Regions from separate parts of the Sus scrofa genome. Here region 2 is linked to region 1. A link is a contact called in public Hi-C data. All regions are on one chromosome and are shown on one strand. The core of a region is the stretch at or near the end of the contact, and the rest is flanking DNA. Distances in the headings are between cores, read along the strand shown. Region 1 holds the start of HOXA4 (homeobox protein Hox-A4). Region 2 holds the start of HNRNPA2B1 (heterogeneous nuclear ribonucleoproteins A2/B1).

Evidence for each region. A called contact is a pair of places that touch in the nucleus more often than the background predicts.
Region 2: a Hi-C map of skeletal muscle shows a contact between it and region 1, with 7 times the contacts expected there. The contact joins the promoter of HNRNPA2B1 here to the promoter of HOXA4 in region 1. A contact is called at or near these places in 1 of 47 Hi-C or Micro-C datasets (skeletal muscle) and 1 of 2 datasets of contacts at active chromatin or transcription factors (skeletal muscle).

What each region holds. Positions count from the first base shown.
Region 1 is chr18:45,441,450-45,447,587 of Sscrofa11.1, reverse strand. It overlaps HOXA4 (homeobox protein Hox-A4), which reads right to left and starts at 4,320. Exons shown (of 2, transcript XM_003134841.4): 1 at 3,545-4,320; 2 at 1,926-2,992. The coding sequence starts at 4,181. The coding sequence ends at 2,640. HOXA3 (homeobox protein Hox-A3) reads right to left here. Exons shown (of 6, transcript XM_021079043.1): 3 at 290-469.
Region 2 is chr18:46,203,301-46,209,863 of Sscrofa11.1, reverse strand. HNRNPA2B1 (heterogeneous nuclear ribonucleoproteins A2/B1) reads right to left here and starts at 4,700. Exons shown (of 13, transcript XR_002340389.1): 1 at 4,243-4,700; 2 at 1,467-1,502; 3 at 1,259-1,369; 4 at 952-1,098; 5 at 500-710; 6 at 234-335; 7 at 80-160. CBX3 (chromobox protein homolog 3) reads left to right here and starts at 4,750. Exons shown (of 5, transcript XM_021078986.1): 1 at 4,750-5,266.

The sequences.
Region 1 (6,138 bases), core at 3,071-5,570:
ATCTGAAACAGGCAACACATTTGAAGAAATGACATAATCATCCATAATCACCGTGGATAATTCTGGCTTTGCAAAACTTACCAATACCTTAATAATCAGGACAGTTTGGGCAAAAGCTGCCATTTTGCCCTGGAACATTAGAAAATCTCAAGCCTCTCTCTTCCTTTCCTGGATAGATTTAGAGTAAGTGAAAGAAGCCCCCTTCACCCCCTTACAAGTGTCTCCAGTATGAAGCTGCTGGATGCCCCCTGCCCCTCCTTCCCTACCAAGGAGAAATATAAGAAGTTACCTTAAATGATGATTATCTGCCATTTGAGGTTTTGCAGCTCGCCACTCAATTTCCACCAAGAGTCTAGGCATTTTTTGAGCAGTCAGCCAAGATGCTGAGTCTTTGCCCGAGACCACATTATTTGCAAGAAGATCCCTCGCTTCTCCACAGACTTTTCCCAGAGAATGCCTTTCAGAATTGCTGTTGAATTACAAAGAAGTATTTATTGTATGAGGTGATTAATGATTCCTGGGAAAATTGCTATTTTCAGCGTGATTTAATTTCGTTTTACAAGTGCGTGTAGTAGGAGGAGTGTTAATAAGATGTAGCAGCAGTTGCAGTGCCTCCAGAAATCCCTGGCACCCTTCACACCTTATAAAATGCACTTTATGCCAGGTTTGGCCTGACCTGGGAGGGCGTGTATTTGTTTGCCCTTGTATTTTCTTGGGGAGAGGAGGCAATCGCTCAGGGGTCAGAGACCAGTGTCCATCACTTTCCTCTCAGATCTGGCTTGCTCCCAGGTAGAGAAGGGGTTCCCTTGCCTGTATCACACACAGGGCAGCTGAGACAAAAGGGGTAACAGCTTTGACCACTGGCTAATGGTTAGTGCTGATGGGAAAATGTGTTTAAAAATCTTCTGATACTGCCGAGGTAGGTGAGCGCCCCCTCCTATCGGTGCGAAAATTATTGCATGAACTAAAGACTACACTCATTCAAGGCCAGGTGACAGGTGCAATATTCTGGGGCCAGTGGGTGTTGGTTTTTGGAATCTCGTCGCAGAGTGCTCCCTTCAGTAACAACAAAGTCTAAATTCTCTTTACTGATTGGTGAGTCAGTAAACACATACGAGGGCTATGGAGACTGAGAAGTGGGTTTTGGTTTCCACCTTTTGAATCTAGAGCTCTAGGTTGGGCAGAAAGGGCTGGGAGCATCCGAGGAGGATGCCCCAGGATCAGGGTCTGGCTTTCTTCCAGCACTTAATAGCTTCACAAGTCTCACGTCTGGCTTGCTTAAGGTGTCATTATGTTTTTTCTTTCCTCAGAAGAAAACTGTGGAGGGGATACTGGGAAAACGCAAGTTATTGTGAAAGCTCTTGCTTCAAGAACAAACAAACAAAAAAAAAACCAAACAAAAATGTCAAGCTGTAGTTAATGAAGAGAATCTTTAAAACAGCCAAAGAACGAAAAGCAATCTCAACCCTATGCACAAACTATTTTTTATCTCCAAGGAAACAGGCAGATTAAGTGTGAAGGTGCAATAAATTCCAAAGGGACCACTTCTTTCCAAGTGTGCTCAGAGTTCAGCATGTAGAACAGCTGCAGAAACTCCTGGGCCCACAGCACTGCACGGTTTCACCTTTCATTGCAGGGAAGGACACGTTTCTATGCCTTACAGAGACTTGAAGCCTGAAAGCCTGGCCAAGTTTGGGAAGAAGAGGAGCCCTCTCAGAGCTCAAGAGCCTTCCTGCTCTTTGGAACTCTTCCCACAGTAGGTCAAACTTGACAAGAGTTCAGCTCAAACTGAACACACTCACACAAATTGCATGGGCAGTCGGTCCAAGTGCCCACGACTCAAGCCATCCTATAGGATTTTTACATGCAAGGTCAAGTATCTAATCCAGAGAACTTTTTTAGATTAAAAGGAGAAAACACACAAATATGTCTTAGAACTTTAATGTTTTTTTTAAACAGAGTTTATTCTTAGCACATGGCTTTCTACAGAGCCACACCACAATTTGTACAGTTGCACATGGGTCTATAATGCACTTCCCCTCCCCCAAGACTGTGTCTCAGAATAAGATAACAGTATCTCCACAACAATATTTTAAATAAATTGAAAGGAAGGGAAGCTAACATGGTCACATCTACCATCGAGGTCTATACATTTTGAGAATTAAATAATCTTGTGAGGTCCACAACAATCTACTCATTTATTCAGTTCAATACAAGCTTGTATGAGCTGCCAAAATGAAGGAGGGGGAGGTAAGAAGACAGGAAAAGGGTCTGTTTTCTTCTGCTCGCCAGGAATATACATGTACATGACCCCAGTCGGCATGGGCTGTGCCGCTGACTGTACCTGTCTCAAAAGTATTTGATGCCAAGTGGTCCTTCTCAGGTACCCAAACCTGGCAGCCTTGTTCAGGCCAGCAGGTTGTTCCACCAGCCAGCATCTGGGCCATTGTCCTCTCCTGGGTGGCAACCCAGCTCACACTCTTACTGGGATAATGTCTTTCTTTTTTATTATCCTTTTCACCAAGTTGGGTATTGTTTGGGGTCTGGTGTGGTCCAGATGGGAAGGGGTGGATGGGGAAGGGGGCAGAAGAGATGAGAAAAGCAGGTGGGGGAAAGAACTGGTCTAGAGCCCTGGAGGATTAAATGGAGGAGGGAATGGGTGTGGAGGCGCCCTGATGGGGGTGAGGGTGTGGGTGCGGGTGCGGGCTCTGAGTTTGTGGTTTCCCTGGCGGGCCTGCTGAGGCTGAGGCTGAGTTGGAGGATCGCATTTTAGTGTTGGGCAGTTTATGATCTTTCTTCCACTTCATCCTCCGGTTCTGAAACCAGATCTTGACCTGGCGCTCGGACAAGCAGAGCGTGTGGGCGATCTCGATGCGGCGCCGCCGGGTCAGGTAGCGGTTAAAGTGGAACTCCTTCTCCAGCTCCAAGACCTGCTGCCGGGTGTAGGCGGTTCGGGAGCGCTTGGGCTCCCCTCCGTTATAACTGGGGTTGACTGAAAGCCCATAACCCCGATGGAGAAAGCCAAGGAAGACGGAGTGGAAGAGAGGGAAAGGAGGAGGAGAGAGAAGGTGGGGTGGGGAAGAGCAATTGGACATCATCATTATATAATAACCTGACACCAAGTTCACGCAAGATACATAAAACTGCAAAGAAAATGTTTCACAGGCTATTGACAACGGGAAACACCCGAGAGCCATAAAGAATGGTGCTGGGCATTGGGGCTGAAGAAAAGCTTCAAAGACACATGGCCTGAAGCCTCTGCCAGGGCAATTAAATTTATGGGGGCTATAATTACTGCCCTAACAGTTTGGCGTCTCGTAAATCTCCCGATAAAGGGACCCCGGGTACAAAAGGGTTCTCACGTTGGGATCTGGCGGCTGGCTGGCGCACACACACCCACGTCCCACAGTAGCTTGGGCCAGTTGGGGGCTCCCCTCCCGAGGCCCCCTTCCCCTCGGCCTCTCCCCCTAACCCCCACCCCGACCTTGGAGCCTGGGCTCGGCCCCAGCCCACCCGCCCGCGCCTCCCCGGCGGCGCCACGTACCGGCGCTGACATGGATCTTCTTCATCCAGGGGTACACCACGGGCTCCTTGCCCTTCAGGCCCGCCGGGCTCTTGTCGGCCAGGAGCAGCGGGCACGCGGGGGCGCTGCCCCCTGCGGGGACGCCCGGGGTGGCAGGAGCCGCCTGGCAGCGCCGCGGGGGCGCGGGGGCCGCCGCGCGATGCTGCGGGGGAGGCGGCGGCGGCGGCGGCGGGGGCTGCCGCCCGGGCGGCAGGACATGGGTCGCGTGCAGGCCGTGCGCGGGACCCTTGGCGTGCGCCGGGGGCTGCTCGGACTGCGGCGGCCGCCCGGGGCTAGCGCCGCCGCGGTAGCCGTAGGGGTAGGCGGCGTCGGCCGCACCGTGCGCGGGGTAGAGCGCGGCCGCGGGGTAGGAGGGCTCGCGGGCGGCCCGCGGCGCGTAGTAGGAGGCGGGGGGCTCACGGCCGCCGCCCGTGTGGGGGAGCTGGGGCTGCTGCGGCGGCAGGTGCTGGGCCGCGGGCGCTGGGGGCTGCTGGTAGCCGGGACCCCCGCCCGGGCCGCCGTCTCCGCCGCCCGGGCCGCTGTGCTGCGCGTACTCCTCGAAGGGAGGGAACTTGGGCTCGATGTAGTTGGAGTTTATCAAAAACGAGCTCATGGTCATTAATTTGTGAAGTGCAAAAATACTAATTTTTCTCGCGTTGTCGTTTTTCTGGGCTCGCCGAGGCCCCTCCCCCTCCCGCTTCGCTTCCCATCCCCCTTCCTCTGCTCCCTTCCCCTCCCCCGCTGTCAAGCGCCCACCCCTCCCCCTCCCTCCGCCGCCGACGCCGCCAAAGTTCGCGCTCCTCCCCCGCCCGCGCCCGCGCGCGCGCTCCGTCGCGACCCCGCGCGCGCCCCGCCCAGGACCTCCACGTGATCCGCCCCCTCCAATGTGCGCGCCGCGCGCGCGGACCCGGATCAGGAAGCGCGCCGGCGGGTGATGGATGCTGGTGTCCCGCTCTGAGCAGAGGGGGGTAGCTGGCGCTTGGGTCCTCCAACCCCGCCCCCACGCCCCAACTTTGAGTCCCTGTGGGAATTTGGGAACCAGAGGCTTCTGGTTCTCTCAGATGCCCAGACTGGGCCCCATGCGTGCCCTACTCCGGGCTAGGCCTCGGGGCAGCCAGGCGGCCGCGGCCCAGCGCTGACCTCGGGGCCCAGCCTAGCCTGACCTGGCGGCCTCCTGGGCTCGAGGCCGCCTGGGGGAGGGAATGGTGCCAGGACTAAGGGGGTGTCCTGTTTTTTATCCGGGCCCTGGAATGAGGCCAACTGACCGGTTTTCTTACCAGCTGATTCCCTTCCCCACGTCAGGCTCGCTGTGTCCGGGGCCCCCCGACGTTCCCTGTTTGAGAAGCCATGCACGAGCCAAAAAGGGTGGGTGGGTGAGCAGCTGAGAGAAATCGGCCCCAGGAAATAAAGCAAAGCTATTCCAATATAACCGAATGAACACTTTTCTTTCTTTCTTTTTCTATTTTTTAGAAGCAGAATCTATTTGGTTGTTTCCCTAAGAAAAACGAGAACCTTCTAATAGCATCTCATTTGATGGAAGTGGCATTCAGAATTAAACATGCTCGAATTTAATAGGTGCAATTGTGAGAGAGACGATGGGGATGGATAGAAGCGACGATGCCGCCACAAAATACAGCATGGAAACCAACATCTTCCTACTAAAGAACACTCCCCAAACAAAAACAAGCTAAGGATAGCACAGGCATTGTGCCACCGGTCTTTTCCCGCTGAGAATGTTTTTGTCTCAGCTTTTCCAGACTGACACGAAAAGGTATATTTAAGAACAGTCTAGAGTTTCTGAATTACTGAAAGTTAGCATATTAACGACATCGGCAGCTCTGGAAAGTAGAGAAAGAGGACTTTTGCCTGCCATTTGGTCATTGAAATATGATGGGTCAATTAACTGCCGTTATTGACAAATGAATTACATATTAATTATACCTAATGTTGATCTCTGAAGTAAATACTGATGCCTTACACGATCGTAGTGTGTACTTTCCGTTTCCTTTTCTAACAGACACACCTAGATCCTACTTTTCATCGCAGATTAAAGCAGTGCAAACTAGCATAGTCTCGATTCTAAAAATACTTTCATATGGGCAAGCAAAGCAAAGATTTTTCAGCTGGTGCACCTTAGTTGATTTTTTCAAAGAACAGTATAAACAGCCTTCTCACAACTAAGTCTGGAAAGCAGACAAGGAAAGTTATAGCTTAAGTCTGGAGACACTTCAAAAGGAATGTCAGTTCTATCTTCATTTATATCGGTTACTCATAGGAGTTACTAAATGCTGGAATATATCCATTTGATGGATAGTCATTTAATGCTTAGCCACATAAAGCCTATTATATGGGACTAATCTTTAAACTAATTTAGGAAAAGAGGTTAAAAAAGGGATCATGTTAGCTTTCTAACTGCAATCACCCTGAAGTGGTACAAAGAGGTTTTCCACATTGGATGTGTGTCTGTGAAGAGTGCTGTCCATCGACATGGGGCACCTTGAAAAATTTTTAAAATGAAATCTGAGCCACAGAGAGAAATCAACACTGAATGTAATCTTTAGACATCCTCTCTAGGC
Region 2 (6,563 bases), core at 3,451-5,950, 760 kb before region 1:
ATTAGCTTGGATCGCCTAGAACTGAATTAAAACTAACTCATAGAACATTCACCCTTCTAAACTTAGAATGAAGACTTACCAGATCCTCCTCTAAAGTTACTTCCAGGTCCTGGTCCAAAATTTCCACCACCACCACGAGAATCTCCAAAACCAAAGTTGCCTAAAATAAATACCATGGTTAGTAACAAACACTTATCACCATAAATCTTAAGAAAAAATGGAATTGAAGTTACCTCCTCTTCCACTTCTAGAACTTTGGACTTCCTGCATTTCTTGTCTAGACAAAGCCTTTCTCACTTCTGCATTATGACCATTGATGGTATGGTACTTTTGCACTGGAAGAAAAGTTCAGATTCCCTAAGTCAATGTTCTATATATAGTATTAGTTAACTTACAAACTATTTTTTTACAAAATTATACAAAATCTTAAGAGCTAACACAGTCAAAACTTAATAGTGAAAAGAACCACACACCCCTAGCACTTATTACAGACACTTACACACAATCTTATCCACAGGATCATGGTCATCAAAAGTAACAAATCCAAAGCCTCTTTTCTTTCCAGACTGCCTATCAGTAATTATCTCAATGGTATCAATTTTCCCATACTCCTCAAAGTAATCTCTAAGATGGTGTTCCTCAGTATCTTCTTTAATTCCACCAACAAATAGCTTCTTCACAGTTACATGAGCCCCTGGCTTTCCAGATTCCTGAAATAGAGGAAAAAGCACACTATCTGATTAACAAATGACTTCTACTCTATATTCAAATACTACATAAGGCAAAATGATTAAGAACCTAGTCTTTCAAATAAAACTAAGAAATGAAAAACACAGAAACCCCACTCAGCATTAATGAGGAAACAAAACTTGGAGCGAAACATGGATAACTTTCTAATCTCAAAAAAATTTCCCCCAAATTATCTACTGCACAAATTACGTATTCACTCACCTCTCTTGCAACAGCACGTTTTGGCTCAACCACTCGTCCATCAATTGAATGTGGTCTTGCAGCCATGGCAGCATCAACCTCAGCCATGGATGAAAAAGTTACAAAACCAAATCCTCTTGATCTTTTGCTTGCAGGATCCCTCATGACCTTAAATGCATAGGAGTAGAGTTACTATTTAATCTCATTACTTACAGCATTTAAAAATGAACATGAACTTAAAACTTTTCTTAATGATTCACTAACACTTTAAACAGATGAGCCTGGGGAGTTAAAAGGACTATTATCTGCAAGCACTTTATTAACATACCACACAATCTGTAAGTTTTCCCCATTGCTCGTAGTAGTTCCTCAAACTTTCTTCTGTAGTTTCAAAGCTCAAGCCACCAATAAAGAGTTTACGGAATTGTTCCTTTTCTCTCTGCAAAGGAAAACATCATTTCAATTTTTATTTACATTTTCTCTTTGTATACAGGAAATTAAATTCTTAAATATGAGGTGACCTGCTGGCAGAGTACCTTTTTCCTCTCCAAAGGAACAGTTTCTAAAGTTTTCTGGGGGGGAAAAAAAAAACTTACATCAAATTTAAACCATATGTTAAACTGCATATTAGTTGTGTTACACCAAAAAAAATTGCCTCAGCTGAACTACACAAGTTTCAAAGTCATTAAATCTTGATCTAAATTTACTTCACATTCAAACATTTTAAACACATCTAATACCACTTAGTTAAAAAAAATTTCTGGAAAAAAAAAAAAAGCAAATCTTATTCCCTGGTGACTGAGAAGTTAATGCATTCTTATCAAAATTTCCATTCAATTCTATATCCTAGAACAGAGAAGTTACCTTTTAAATATTCAGTTTAAATATAAATTCTTAAACTGTAAGAACTGTTGGCTTCTTTCTTATAAACTTGTTATTTCAGAATTCACTATTTGAAGTAATTATTTTCCCTTCATTGCTCCCTCTAGTGGTGATTCTAATGAAACTCAATTTTTACCCCCCCAAAACCTGGTTAAAGACAGTTCTTTCCCCATATACCAAGTCTCCACTAGAGAAAAAAAGCTTTAAGTATTCAACATATACACCAACATATCTTTAAGATTCTCTCTTCTGACCAAGACAGAATGATTTAATAGTGTCTGTCTGTTCCTAAAAGTACTAACAGAGAAAGAATCTGGACTATTACTGAGCTATTAAAAAGTAGAAACAAGACTGCAATCATTCCACTTTTCAAAAACCATAAAGATATTTAAATGAACACTGTATCCAGTAGTTGCGTAGCACTACCATTTATTTTACACTTCACGATGTTTAACTTAGGCTTCTAGCAAACAACACAGCATAACACCTCGAATTTTCATTGGGAAAAGAAACAGAGCCTAGGCTTGAAATCTCAAACAAGCAAGCAAATACTTTGCATTAAAAGCTCTGTATTATGGATTATCAGTTAAGATTGGGTCATTATACTGTTTTCAGTTGGTTAAATTAAAAAACTATAAATACTCAGAAACGAAGTTACAATGTCCAGAATGTATAATGAAAAAGAAACAGTCAAAAGTACTTTCTGACACAGCAAGGTATTTTATTCCTAGCAAATCGTACTACACCCTCAACCCACATTTCTAAAGAGGTTCCTCTCTCCATCCATGCATGATACTAATAAACATTCGGTTTTTTTCCTGTAGAATTAACCTTTCAGGATTCTGAAAAATTTATAAAGAAATTATCAAACTAGCTCTTGAGACACTTTAAGAACCGTCTGTTATAATGGTTACTTGGCATATTGATATTCGGATTCTTTATTTATTCCAAGTATTTTCAATAAATGCTCCTTAAACCCAAATAAATCTAATTAAAAACACATCTACAAATTTTTTACATATCACTAACAAAAGGGAAAAACTCATTACTTACCTCATTTCCAAACTTACCCGCTGTCCACTATTGATTACAAACAAAGTTATTTTATAAGCGTGCTTAGGGTCAAAGAAAATACCCAGGTAGACCCCCTTCGCTTCAGACCTTAAGCTTATCAATGTTATCAACCATGATTGCAAACATAAATGAGAAAAGCAAGTGACAAAGTTCAAATACATAGTAGCCCAGCCTAAAACAGTTCGGTATACAGCAATACACGTACTGAAGGGCTGAGCCACGTTTTAAGCAGAGCACAACTAAAATCATTTTTATTGCACTTTCATCTTAATTTCTAGCTTACCACGTAAAAAATTTCCCAGTAAAAATCTTACTTAAAAGCCGAGTAATTTCTACAATTCCTCATAAGGGAAGCCTTCAGGAAATTAAAAGGATTCGGAACCTTCGGCACACCGCCCCCCCCCAACCCCCGAAGACCACCTTCCCCACGACCTCCCGCATAACCTACAGGACCCTGATGGCTCCGAATTTCGGTTTTTCATTTCTAAAGCTTCCTGCCATGTAACCGCCTTCCTAATCGCCGCAAACCCAGCTAAAACCGCTACGCAAAGGAACAAGGGCTGAAAAACAGAACGTTTTCTTTGTACTACGTATGGCTCGCCTCAAACCCGGGCCCGACACCCTAGATCGTTTTACCTCCGAAGCCGAGCGACCGCCGCCCCTCCCCCCGCCCTGCGGTGCGGCGCCTGAACGCAATGGCGCCATTTCATCGAGGGGAAGGCAGCGAGCCTCTAATGAGGTGCGCAGGACTTTAAAGATCCAGGCTCCCAAACCCTCAGAATCCACCTCGAAACGGCATGAAAACGGCCCGAAAAGGAGAAAAAACCGGCGAACCACCTCTACTCTTTGATAAAAGACTCAAACTAGCTGAATTTAGAGAGTTACAAGGAAAACGCTGCGAGAAAGAGGAGAAACGAAAATGGCGGCCGCCAAATCCGGTTCCCGCGAGGGGGGGAGGGGAAGCCGCAGCCTCGCCCGCGAGGACCCGCAGCCCGCCGAAACGCTCCAACGCGCGGACGCCAGGGTCCCCAAACCAGCGTGCTGTAAAAAGGGAGTAAGAATTCCCGCCTCCGCGCCCCACTTCCACCGAAGTCGGCTTGCGTCCGCCATGTGGAAGTTCCCCATCCCCCACCCCCAGCAAAGGGAAATGGCGCCGGGAGCCTGAGGGTGGGGAAGGTGCGGAACGATCAGGCCTCCGCTAACGACCCCCCTTCAAAAGTACCCCGAGACCAACCGCTTCTGAAGTGGCCCAATTTCGCTGCCGCTCTCCCACGGAGGCGGGTGGCCGACTTCCAATAAGGCGCCAACGGCCTCGCCATGCCCTTTCCAACAACTCATTGATTTCAAACCCGTTACCTCCATCGCGGACTCAGTCGCTTCAGCCCGATTTCCCGCAGCCGAGCGAGATGAGAGAGATCTCCGCGGACGAACACGAACCGGACTCGTCCTGGCGCTGTAGTGAGAACTGCCGCTGCTCGAGAAACAACACCGCTAAGAGCACCTCCACTCGGGACCCGGCGCTGCTGCTACTGCCGCTAGAGCCGCTGCCGCCGCTTTTCTAGAACCTTCCCCCCGACTAACGCGTCCTGCCCTACGTCAGGCCGTTGCGTAAACGCCCTAACCGCCGCCAATGGCGGGAACGCTCTACGACCTCCTTGCGCCAAGTACGTGCCCCTCCCTCCTCGCAGCCAACAGTGGTGCTTGACGTCACTTGCGTAAAAGGGCTCTGTGAATTGCGGAAGGCTCGAGCCCTGCGTATTTCTCTCTCGGAATTAAGTCCAGTCCCCGCCCCCCGCCCAGCTTTAGCGCAGGGCAGGTGAGAAACGGTCGCGCAGTTTGAAATTAACACTGTGGGGAGGAGCTTAATCCTCAGCTTTCAGGTCCAGCCCCTCAACCCGGAAGGTGGTCCTTAGAGCAACGCTTTGATAATCCCAATACCCACCGCCCCCCGTCTCTAAAAAAAAAAATCTTTGTAGCCTTCTCTACAGCGCTTTCCCTCCTCCTCCCTGAATTGAGGACAGACTCGGCCTCTTCCGGAAACACCCGAAGCGACTTGTGGTCAACAAGTTACATTTCACGCCTCACCTACCTAACCTTGGACAACGCTTTTGGGGTCAACCTCTCGGGTTCAGGAGGTCTTTGGACAGGGTAATCTAACTCTTAGTTCCTAATTGAGTCCTCCCACCCAAGTTTTACACCCACCACCAGCATTTGGAGGCACCCAACCCCAGGGACTAGGAAGTGGGCGGAGTCCTGTTTTGGCGCCAGTGCAGCTGCTGCAAAGCAGGAACGCCTCCGCCGAGGAGACTCCGGTCACAGTCCCCGCTCCTCCCTCTCTTTCCCTCCCCTTTGGGGACCACCAGCCGCTACGCCCCGAACGGTGAGTGCCGGTGTCACCACCCCCTCCTTCCCCCACCCACCCTTCGGCTCGGGCTCGGGCTCGGGCTCCCGGCGGGCAAAGCGCGGCGCGCGGCCCCTCCCCCCCGCGGGGCGCGCGCTCACCCCCGCCCCTAGCGGCCGCCTGGCGTGGGCGGTGCCACCCCGCACCCCCCCCACCCCCAGCGGCGCGGCCCCGCGCGCAGCTCCCCAGCCCCCTCCCCCTCGGATGTGGCTGGAGCTAGAGGCGCGCAGGGCCGAGGACGCCGCAGACCTGGGACCCGGAGCAGCTCTGAGGCGGTGAAGTCGGTGTCTTTATTTTCCCCTACCTTTCACTCCGTGGTCTTGCTTCAGATACCACTTGCGCCCCAGAGACCCTCCCCCCAGTTCCCCGCTTCCCATCCTTCCCGGCCCGACCCCGAGTCGGAGCTGGCGGGAAGGAAACAGGCGAATGGAGACCCCGCGGTGGGCCTGGTGCTGGGCCGGTGTCTCTAGTTGGTCGAGGGGACGAGACTGCTCGTTATGAGGTTGAGAACTGTGGCGACAGCTGCCTTATTTGTAGACAAAGCGCGTTTCTTCCTCCCCTCCCCCATCCCGGAGCTACATGAGGGGTCCTCCTCCCTCTCCCGGACTCGGTCGGCGACTCGGGCCTCCAGGGAGGGCTGTGCATTCTCCCGCATCCGTGCGGCCCGAAGTCCGGAGGCAGCGGCGGGCGCTCCGTTACGAGGCCGCCTTCGGGTCGGGGAGGCGCGGGCCCCGTGGCGCAGTGCCCTTGAGCCCCCGCGCCGCGGCCTTTGTTTCTCCCCGCGGATGCGCTGACCATGCGGCCCGCGCTCGCGTGTGGGGGGCGGGGGCCGGGCTCGAAGGCCTTATTAAGCCGGGTGGGGCTGGGGCTTAAGGGCAGCGGCTGAACGTCCGGAAAGAGGTGATTTGTTTTCAGAAGTGGCACGAAATGGGATTGGAGCATTTTGGGGTGTTTTTTTCTCTTAGTTTATTTAACTAGTGATTGGAAAAAGGGAGAGTTTCTAAAAAGAAACCAAGTTGGGATTACCTAGGCGGCTCTGGACTGTTAAGAGGTCTAGAGAAAAAATTCACAGTAATTTATTATGGTGATCGTTTGAGCAGTTGATTCTGAGTCAGTATCTATTTGCTGAATGTGGTTGTAAATGGGATTTGGATTAGGAAAAAAAATTTTTCTTTTTTTAATCCTATATGACTCTTTCTCGGGTACCAATGACCCTAGTAAGGTTCTCTGGGTACTTGGTTACAACACTAATATATATACTCTGAGGCGTGTATTA